Linked DNA regions of Mus musculus: region 1 is linked to region 2. The links are chromatin contacts, called in public HiChIP or PLAC-seq maps. All regions are on one chromosome and are shown on one strand. Each heading gives the region's core, a stretch centred on a gene start, on an enhancer-like site or on the middle of the called end of the contact. The rest is flanking DNA. Distances are from core to core; before and after follow the strand shown.

Region 1 (5,001 bases), core at 1,058-3,557, 440 kb before region 2:
TTACTCTGGCTGTTAATAATGGTGCTGTAAATGTCTTGAATACAGAATTTTGAGTGGATATGTGTTTTCGCTCTTGATATGTACACAGAAGTGAAATTGTTGGGTAATATGGCTAAAATATGTTCAACCATTTAGGAACCACCTAAGTGCGCTATAAAGTGGATTTTATATGTATACAGATACTCAAATTTGTTTATGTCCCTGTGACATTTGTTTGTGTCTGTCTCTCAATTTCTTATATTATTAGAGATGGAATCCAGGGCTTTCAACATGCTAGGCAAACACTAAATTACTGTCAAGGTTTAGCCTTTTTTTCCTTTAAAGATTTATTTATTATTAGTCATAAGTACATTTAGCTGTCTTCAGACACATGAGAAGAGGGCATCAGATCTCATTACAAGTGGTTGTGAACTACCATGTGGTTGCTGGGATTTGAACTCAGGACCTTCGGGAGAGCAGTCACTTCTCTTACTCACCAAGCTATCTCACCAGCCCCCTCCCCTTTTTTTCTTTTTAAGATTTATTTGCTATATTTATATGAGTACACTAGAAGAGGGCATCAGATTCTATTACAGATGGTTGTGAGCCACCATGTAGTTGCTGGGAATTAAACTCAGGACCTCTGGAAGAGCAGTCAGTGCTCTTAACTGCTGAGCCATCTCTCCAGTCCCTCAAGGTTTATCCTCATATTGGAGCCTTATTGGAGGCTCTTTATTGGAGCCTTCTGGTATAACAGTGGTTTCAGTTTTCATTCCTTAATGTATGGTGATACTAAGCATTGTTTTTTTGTTTTTTTGTTTTTTTGAGACAGGGTTTCTCTGTGTAGCCCTGGCTGTCCTGGAACTCACTTTGTAGACTAGGCTGGCCTTGAACTCAGAAATCCACCTGGCTATGCCTCCCATGTGCTAGGATTAAAGGCGTGTGCCATCACCGCTTGGCTTAGCATCTTATTTTTTACTTGGTGGACTTTTGTGTGTTCCTTGGAGGAGGTGTCCATTCAGATTCTTTGTCCAGATTTTAGTAGATTGTCTTTTTATTACTGAATTGTAAGAATTATTTTTATATTTCTAAGTAGTAGCTCTTACCAGATAGATGATTTGCAAATGTTTTGTCTTTCTGTGATTGTATTTTTAGATTTATTTTGATGTCTTCTAAAGCACAAAAATTCTTCATTTTTTGGTAGTTAAGTTTATTAGTTTTTCTTTGGTTGATTTCTTTGGCTATTAGTGTTGAATCTCAGAAACCATCTTTCAGTACAGTATCTTGAATATTGATGCCCACGTATTGAGGTACAAGATCGCGATGTACCATCCACCCACCTACCCACCTACCTACCTACCTATCTACCAACAGTGTCTTATTATGTGGCTCTAGCTAGCCTGAAACTTGATAAATAGACCAGGCTTTCCTTGAAGTCACATAATTCTCTTGAGTGTTAGAATGTGCTCTAAGAATTTTTACTTTTATTCCTTATATTTAGGACTTTGATCCATTTGTAATTAATTTATATATATGGTAGGAAGTAGGCTCCATCTGTGCTTTCCAATGGTTGGTTCATCTGTCCCAAGACTTTATCCCTTCTATGCCACCAGTTTCCTTACTATGAAGTAGGAACAAGTAAACAAAAAACAATGAGAAAGATGAGAAAGCAAAATGAAAATACCAACGTGGGGTGCTGTGCTGCTTTTCCCTCATCCTTTCATTCTTTCTTTGTTTTGCTTTATAAATTTAACTCCTGATCCATATTGTGAAAGCCTATGTTATAAGGCAAATGCAGTGAATTCTCTGAATGTAGTTACTATATATGGATTTTAAACGTATGCATGCTAGTAGGACATTTAAAAATGGGTTTATTATACATAGATATTGGAATACATTTTGTATATATTTATGTTTGTATTAGGCTAATAGGGCAAACCAAAGAACTTACTTTTACATGTAGCCTAGGAATATGTTGATTATTTGTAAATTTAATAAAGTATAATTCATTTTAGTTGTTAATAAATCATATAAGATAAGATTCCATATCTGTTTTGCTTAGTCATATAGAAAAATTTCTCACAAATGTACTATCTTTGGAATTAAGGTGTTTCCCCCAGAAAAGTAAAGATAGATTTTGTAGTTGAACCTATTTCTTTGAGTGATAACTTTACTTTTGCCTTTTTGTGAGAAAAAGAAGGAAAGCATTTCTGTTTGTTCTTGTAAGTGACAATTTTTGGAGATAGGATCTCCCTGTGTAGCATAGCTGGCTTTGAACTCATGCTCCTCCTGGTTCTGCTTTCTGAAAGCTTAGATTACAGGTGTGTGCTATCATGCCTAGCTTAAATGCTGCTCACTCTTCCAAGAGACCGCTGTTTACCAGTGTCACTGCACTGTTGATAGTTCTCATGTTCTATTTATTCTTTCAACATCCTAGTGGCATATAGCTATGGTACTAAATTTGATTAAGTTCAGAAAGTTAACTAGTTAGCTTGAAGTCTTACCTATTAAGTGTCAAGACCAAGATTTGACCCGTGTCTTTAGAGATGCAGAGAGGAGGAGTTTAATGTGCTTAGAGTCAAAAATAGGGAGATCCCATTGTGAGACCCGGCTGTAATATCACATGATCTGTGACAGTAATTACTAATAATTTTACTGAGTGACTATTGTTGCTAGCAGTGTGATCACCAATTACATGTTACTCCTATAAAGTGTATAGTGAATACAATATTTAATGTGAGTTAATTAGGCAGTGATTTGAGTCCTTGAATGTGTAATCAAATGACATTGAAAGTTTTTGAAAAGATCAAATAACACTATGAATTTATATTTTTTGGATGATAATTTTTTGCAGAACAGAGTTGTTTAGAATGAGGTGGCCTTGAAGGTGGACTGTCATCTTAGGTTGTTAATATATCTGGATAAGAGATACTGCAGCATTAAGTTGTAACAGATGGCAGGGGAAATGATATATGATATAGTGCACAAGGATTATGGATAGATAGGACTTTGCTTTGTGGCTCAGGGTGGCTTCAAATTCACAGCCCTCCAGCCTTCGCTTCCTGAGTGCTGGGATTACAAATATGCACCATTTTGGCTCACATATAACCACAGTAAATTTCATTTCAGCGTTGTTGCAGTTTCCTCATTGTGTTATGCAACAGATACTCTATACCCACTGTGATGGCTGGGGTTACTTGCTCTACTTCAGTTAGCAAGCATTGCTTGGTTGGTTTTTTTTTTTTTTTTTAAGACCAGATAACAAATATTCTAAGCAGTCAAGCTATTTGGGCTATTTGCTTTTTTCCCTCCAGTTAATAAAATGTGAAAATAATTTAACTTGTTCATATATTACAGACTGGAAGCTGTATTTGGCCTGCGGGTTCTATTTATCAGCCTTCAGGATAAATAAAATCTAATCTTTATGTGATATTAAAACTTTTACACTAGCCATTTTTACTGAATTTATTACAAACTTGGGTGCCTGTATGTTCTTGTTATAGCAAACTATCTACCCAAGATGCAATCAGTACTCTTAGTAAGTCTCTCAGCTTTAACCATTCCAATATTATATTATTATAATATGCCAACTGATCATATCCTATGACCAATTACTTTAGTCCATACTTCTCCCTCTTTTTAGTTTTGGGTTAACTTCTGGTTGTCATGTGTTAGTCATGAACATATATTTACTTCTTTTTTTTCTCCTCCGACTATTCTTGATCTTTCACTTTTCCAAAACACACATTTTCTAATTTCTAGAAAGAAGCCTTCTGCTTTTAAAAAAATTATTATATTGACTCTACATATCCTCTCGAGAATTGATATATTTACCAGTAGTTTGTTAGTATGCTATATTTTTATTTTTGTTTTGAGATAGGGAATCGCTCTGTAGATCCTACTGACCTCAAACTCATATCACTTCTGCCTCTAGCTCCCAAGTGCTGGGAGGACAGCCCTTGAGCATACCAGGCTTACTTCTCACATATTTAGATGTCTCTCATGTCAGTATTTGTGAATTCCAGTCTATATGTTCTACATAACTTTTGAAAAATAGATTTATCAATAATTTCATGTACTTTGCTGCTGTCATAAATTTTTTCTAAAATAAAATTTTTAGTGTTCATATGTATGATTTAAATTGTTATCTTCCCAATGAGTTAAAATGAGAAAAGGCCTTTAAAAATATGTTAAAATGTCCTCATGTCTCCATGGAAATGTGCTTTATCGTAGCAATGTTTCTCTGCTCATTCTTTTCTTAGAAAAACATTATGGAAATTATTTCACTCTTTTTCAGGTATTATTTTCAAACCTCTTTTTTTTTTTTAATTCTTTTCAATTTTATTCCTTTTCTTCCTGAGATTTTAGTTCTCTCTCTTCTCTTTCCGCACCCCCTTTCTCTCTCTCTCTCTCTCTCTCTCTCTATCTCTCTCAATCAATGTGTGTGTGTGTGTGTGTGTGTGTGTTTGATTAAGATGGCTACTTCTGTGCTGCTTTGAGATGGAGAAAGTTGGGCAGGTCGGCCTCACAGCTCCAGGCTCTGTCTCTGTTTCACTTCTTTGTCTAGAGCAGGAACTTTGACTTTTCTATCACTGATGCTTTAGACCAGATATTCCCAGGGGACAGGTAACCTTATGTCCTGTAGGATGGTTAGTTGTATCCCTTGTCTTTTGAGGCTAGTTACATAACTCTGCCCCGGTTATGGTAACCAAAATAGTTTCCAAACATTATCAAATACCTTCAGTAGTCAGAATCATTCTAGACCTTTCCTCTGTTTCTCATGGCTTTGCTCTGTTTAGATTTCAGTGCCTGACAATTTTTTGCTTGTTATACAAGGGACTTTCCTTTAAAGTCTTTGAACTTTCAAAGGACTGCTTGCATTTGCTTTTAAATTATAGCTTGAGAAGGTTTCTACTAGAATTGTATACTACATCAATTGTATTCTACATCAACAGTGAACCTTCAGTTTGGAGGGAAAGAAGCAAAAAGCAGTAGTAGCTAGAGACCATTTGATCTCTGAGT
Region 2 (4,860 bases), core at 2,054-4,553:
AGGCCAGTCCTCTGTGTGAGGAAAGCCTGCATCATCTTGTGCTGTCCAACCGGACATTACAGATTTAAAATATCGAGGGTTCTTTGTTTTGATATACTTTGGATTTTGTTTTCCTGTGTGTTTTCTTTTTGTTTGGGGTTTCTTTGTTGGTGGTCTTTTGTTTGGGGGATTTGGGGACTTGGGGGGGGGCATGTTGTATGTATGTTTATATGTGTGCATGTATGACTCGGTTGTGAGATTCTCAAGAGTGAACCTCAACTTTTTGAGGTTGTGACACATTTTCAAGCTGGCAGGTGGCCCGGCAGCTAAAGCACTTGTTGATCTTGCAAAGGTCCCAGGTTCAGTTTCTAGCATCCACATGGTGATTCACAACCATCTATAAACTCCAGTTCCAGGGGATCCAACACCATCTTCTGGCCTCCGAGGGCACTGCATGTCTGTAGAGTATAGACATACAAGCACTTAGAACACCCATGCACATACAATAAAATAAGTCTAAAAAAATGTTTAAGTTAGACATGCATTTATGCATTGGGAGAACCTATATTTACTTAGCCGTGAGTTTTTAGCTGGGTCCAAATGGGACCTCAGCCTAAATCTCCCTGCCTAAGAAAAGTAGGTTTCCAAAGAGCAGAAAACCAAGGCAACCTCCCAGTCCAGAACAGATGGTTTGTCACTAATTGAGAGAGAGAGAAAACAAACAAACAAACAAACAAACAAACAAAAACTAGGTTCCCAGAGTGGGATGATGGGGGAGGGGGGCGCATGCCTATGGTTAACTTTAGCAAACATCTAAAACTTGGGGAACTCACTCAGAGGTACAGCTCTTCCTGGCCCATGTGATGCAGAAAGGATTAAAGCCTTTTGTAGAGAACCTACCCTGGATGGCTGAGGCAGGTTCAAGTACCACACCCATACTTTCAGTATCTATAGTTATGCTCTAGTTTGAAAAGACATCTACTAGGTATGCAAACAAGAGTTGACACAGAAGGCTCTAGGAGCCCAGTCTGGCCTGCAAACACTTGGCTAGTGTAATGGTCAATCTGCATTATCAACTCGGTTAAGAAACTCCTAGATTAATGAAACATAGCTCTGAGAGTGTCAGTGAGGGTTTTTCTAGAGACCATGAAGGGGCAAAATACTCCTGAATCCTGGGCAGCAGCAAACTGGCTGGGACCCAGCCTGGGAAAAAAGGTGGGCAGGAAGTCCACTAGTGCGGGCTCCCCTCTGCCTCCCAGCTGCAGTGAGGGGTGTATCTCACCCCCAACTCCCCACTCTCCACTCCCCCAGCCCTCTCAGAAATAACAAAGCCAGCTGTCTGTGGCCTGCAGTCCAACAGCCCCAGGCAAAAGACACTCTCTTCCTCTTGCAAAGTTTCCTTCACATGTTTTTCATAACAAGAAACCACCACAGCTGACACCTGCGAGCCATCAGGCTGCAGAAAGCCTCACTGGGACCCATGCCACACCCAACCCTCCAAAAGCCCAGATGCTTTGGTGGCCTGCAACTCTCCTGCCACCAGCATCCGAGACTGTCTATCTCTAGGCTTTCCTGCTCAGGTAGTCTCCTAGTTAAGGTTGCTGTTGCTATGATGAAACACCCTGACCAAAGCAACATGGGAAGGAAAGGGTTTATTTGTCTTATGCTTCCACGTCATAGTTCATTACTGAAGGAAGCCAGGGCAGGAACCTGGAGGCAGGAGCTGATGCAGAGGCCATGGAAGTGTGCTGCTTAGTAGCTTGCTCTTCATAGCTTGCTCATCCTGCTTCCTTATAGAGCTCAGGGCTACCAACCCAGGAGTGGCACCACCCATAATGGACTGGACCCTCCCCCTTAGACCACTAATTAAGGAGATGCCTGACAACTGGATCTTATGAAGGCACTTCCTCAATTAAGGCTCCCTAAATTTTGATGACTCTAACTTGTGTCAAGGTCACATAAAAATAGCCAGTGCAGGTAGTATGCTCAAGTACCAGAGAAGCACAAGCCCTTGGATGGTCCCCCACAGAACTAAAGAGAGCTGGTTTGTGGGGGGGAACTTTGTGGAAAGTGTTCTACGTGCCTTCAGCATGGTTAACCTCCAGTCGCCCTCAGGAGAATTCCTTCCTCCTCATCCTCTACGTAAGGTTCCTCTATATCCTAAGTAATGAAGTTACCTTCACCGTATTTTGAGACAGGAGTCCATGAGTCCCAAGCTGGTCTTGAACTCACAAGGAACTGAAGATGGGATACACAAAGCAACTCTATCTGATTCCTGCAGCACTGGGGTTCAAACCTAGGGCCTGAGTGCATACCAGGCAGGTACTCTAGCAACTGCGCCTAAAGGAGTTTCAGGCAAATCCTTATCTCAAGGTCTGCTTCTGAGGGAGCTAGTCACAAGTGAATTACTCACCCAGATTTTACTTAAGCCAGACTTGTGGAATCTCAAATTTGAGTTCTCTCTCTCTCTCTCTCTCTCTCTCTCTCTCACACACACACACACACACACACACACACACTTTTCAGCATCTCTCTGAAACAAAGACATCCTTATCTTTAACACAGGCCTTACTGTCCCAACAAAAGCAGCCCATCAGCCAAGTGTAGTGATGTATGCCCACAGCTCCAGGACACAAGAGCTTGAGGCAGAAAGACTGAGTTCCAGGCAATGGCCTGTTTCAAAACAAAACAAACAAACAAACAAAAAAACAATGCACACAGTCTCTTCCACAGGCAAGAGCAGAGAAAGAATAAAGGCACACTTGCTCAGTCTCTTTCTCTACAGTCTAGGACCCCCTCTGCCTAGGGGATTGTACTGCCCACAGTGGGCTGTGTCTAAATAGTTAACATTGGTAGTCAAATCAGCCCCCCACAGGCATGCTCACAGGCCACTTTGATTTAAGCAATCCCTCATAAATTGATACTTAAAACTTAACCATCAAGATGGTATAGCCGTTCGATAAGTAAATGCTAACTGTGGAGTAAGGAAGTGATATCAATACTGGGTCATTCATTTCCTTGCTTAACCCACTCCCCTCACACATAGCCCTGGCCTGCGACCAATGCCTTGTCTTTTTCCTCCTTCTCCTGTACTGTCCCAGTGAAGCAAGGGACAGCAGGCAGCCAGTGTCTGCTCTGCACACCCTACATGAGTGGATGGTGGCAAAGATGATCTGCCCACCCCTACTCGCCCTGATGAGGCCATACTTGGGTGTTCCACCCTATTTTTCTGCACACTGAGGAAAGCTGCCAGGAACAGGCTCTGCAAACAGCCTTCTTACACAGAAGTGCGTTTCCATCTCATCGAGCACAGCTGTCACGCCTGCTGGCTGACTGAGGTCTGCGAGGCTCACCATGTGCCACCTGCCCAGAGGGCAGATACAATTCACAGGCACGCTCAGCTTGCCAAAACCAATCCCTTCCCAGCTCAGAGATCCACTCCCCCCTCACCACTCACAACCCCCCACCGCATGCCCCAGAGCCTTCCCAACAGTTGTCACCTGCTTTACAGACACCTCAAGTGACAGGGAGCTCTCTTCTACCTGAAGTAGGACGTCTTAGACATTTCTAACAGTGGGCATTGTTTCGCTAAACACTTGATAAGTGCCAGGGACTATTAAAGTGCCAGACCTGTGTGATTCCTTTAGTTAGTGAGAGAACTCTGAAACAGCGACTCATGTGCCCATCCCCACTTGACAGGCAGCTCAGAGGATTAATGACCTTCCCTGACTCACACAGGGAGAGAAGAAGTGGGGCAGGCAGTGAGATTTCAGAGCGAGGCTGTCTTCCACCACAGTCTTACTATTGCTACCCCTCTTCTCTAGTTAGAGGTAGGATGGTCTATCAGACCACTTACTCTTTTTAGATCAAATCTTTCTAAGACTGTAATGAAAGCCACGGCCCCTCTCCTGGCTAACGTGCTTATGCTCACAACACTTTGTATACAACCTCAGGAAGTCAACCATCTCAGCTAAGGACCCCAGCTAACACAGGATGGTTTTGCCTTTGCACAAAGGGATTTTAAGGGTCTTTTTTTATGTCTGGGAGTTTTTCAGCGACAAGGAATTAAAACAACTATGGAGACAAGACTCCAAAGCCAAGTGCTGGGCAGCCATCTTCATTTGTTCCCCCCGATGACGTCATTAAGGAATTGCCAGCCCAGTACAGCATTGAAAATGCCAACCCGCTTTTGACCTGATAATTCGGTGTTGGGATTTGTTTTAAGAAATTATTTAAATAAGATGAAATAAAATAAATTATTTAGAGAAAATGAAAATAAAAGCCACACCCCCAAAAAATGTATAGCAAACTTATCTCAGAGAGAGAAGAAAGAGAAGAAAAAGCTAGAAGGAGCAAAGGGACTAAAAGGCCAGCAAAATAACAGGGCACGTAGAATTAAACACATTCACCAATCAGCTTAGCCAAAAGAACTAACATAAACTTAGGAGGTGGACAGATAGGACAAAGAACACACACACAGTAGTGGCAGTCAATTATGAAGTGACAGACTGAGAGTCTCTGGGGACTTGCTAGGCTCTTTTCATACATCTCCCTAAAAGACCAATCAGAGTAAAAGCAGCTCAGAGGAGACAAAGAGATGGATAGAAACACAGACACACACACAAACACACACACACATACACACACAGAGAGACACACACAAGCACCCACACACACAGACACACACATACACACACACACACACAGAACTATAATGTAATACGCTCTGAAAAATGTCAAGTGTACACCTGTATCACAAAAGCAGGAGGCGGCATCTAAGAGAGTAAGTCAGGTAACAATTTTGGAGAATGATGGTAGCCAAAAATAATGCATTCAACAGAAACTATAGAAGATAAAACATAAGCATTCAAGAAATAACAA

Evidence for each region. HiChIP or PLAC-seq counts read pairs in DNA pulled down with a chosen protein or histone mark.
Region 1: an H3K27ac HiChIP or PLAC-seq map of large pre-B cells shows a contact between it and region 2, with 2.6 times the contacts expected there. The contact joins two enhancer-like sites. A contact is called at or near these places in 4 of 39 promoter capture datasets (the C10 cell line, hippocampal neurons and pre-B cells) and 4 of 115 datasets of contacts at active chromatin or transcription factors (embryonic stem cells, large pre-B cells and thymic regulatory T cells).

Annotation. Positions count from the first base shown.
Region 1 is chr13:93,177,842-93,182,842 of GRCm38.p6, reverse strand. All of the region lies in intron 4 of Tent2 (terminal nucleotidyltransferase 2), which reads left to right. Among named protein-coding and RNA genes, the nearest start is that of Tent2, 12 kb to the left of the region's middle. Within about 2 kb of position 2,307, at least 9 of the 459 cell types and tissues checked have an H3K27ac peak or open chromatin away from gene starts, as enhancers often do.
Region 2 is chr13:92,735,519-92,740,378 of GRCm38.p6, reverse strand. No RefSeq gene overlaps it. Among named protein-coding and RNA genes, the nearest start is that of Gm41018, 31 kb to the right of the region's middle. Within about 2 kb of position 3,303, at least 58 of the 459 cell types and tissues checked have an H3K27ac peak or open chromatin away from gene starts, as enhancers often do.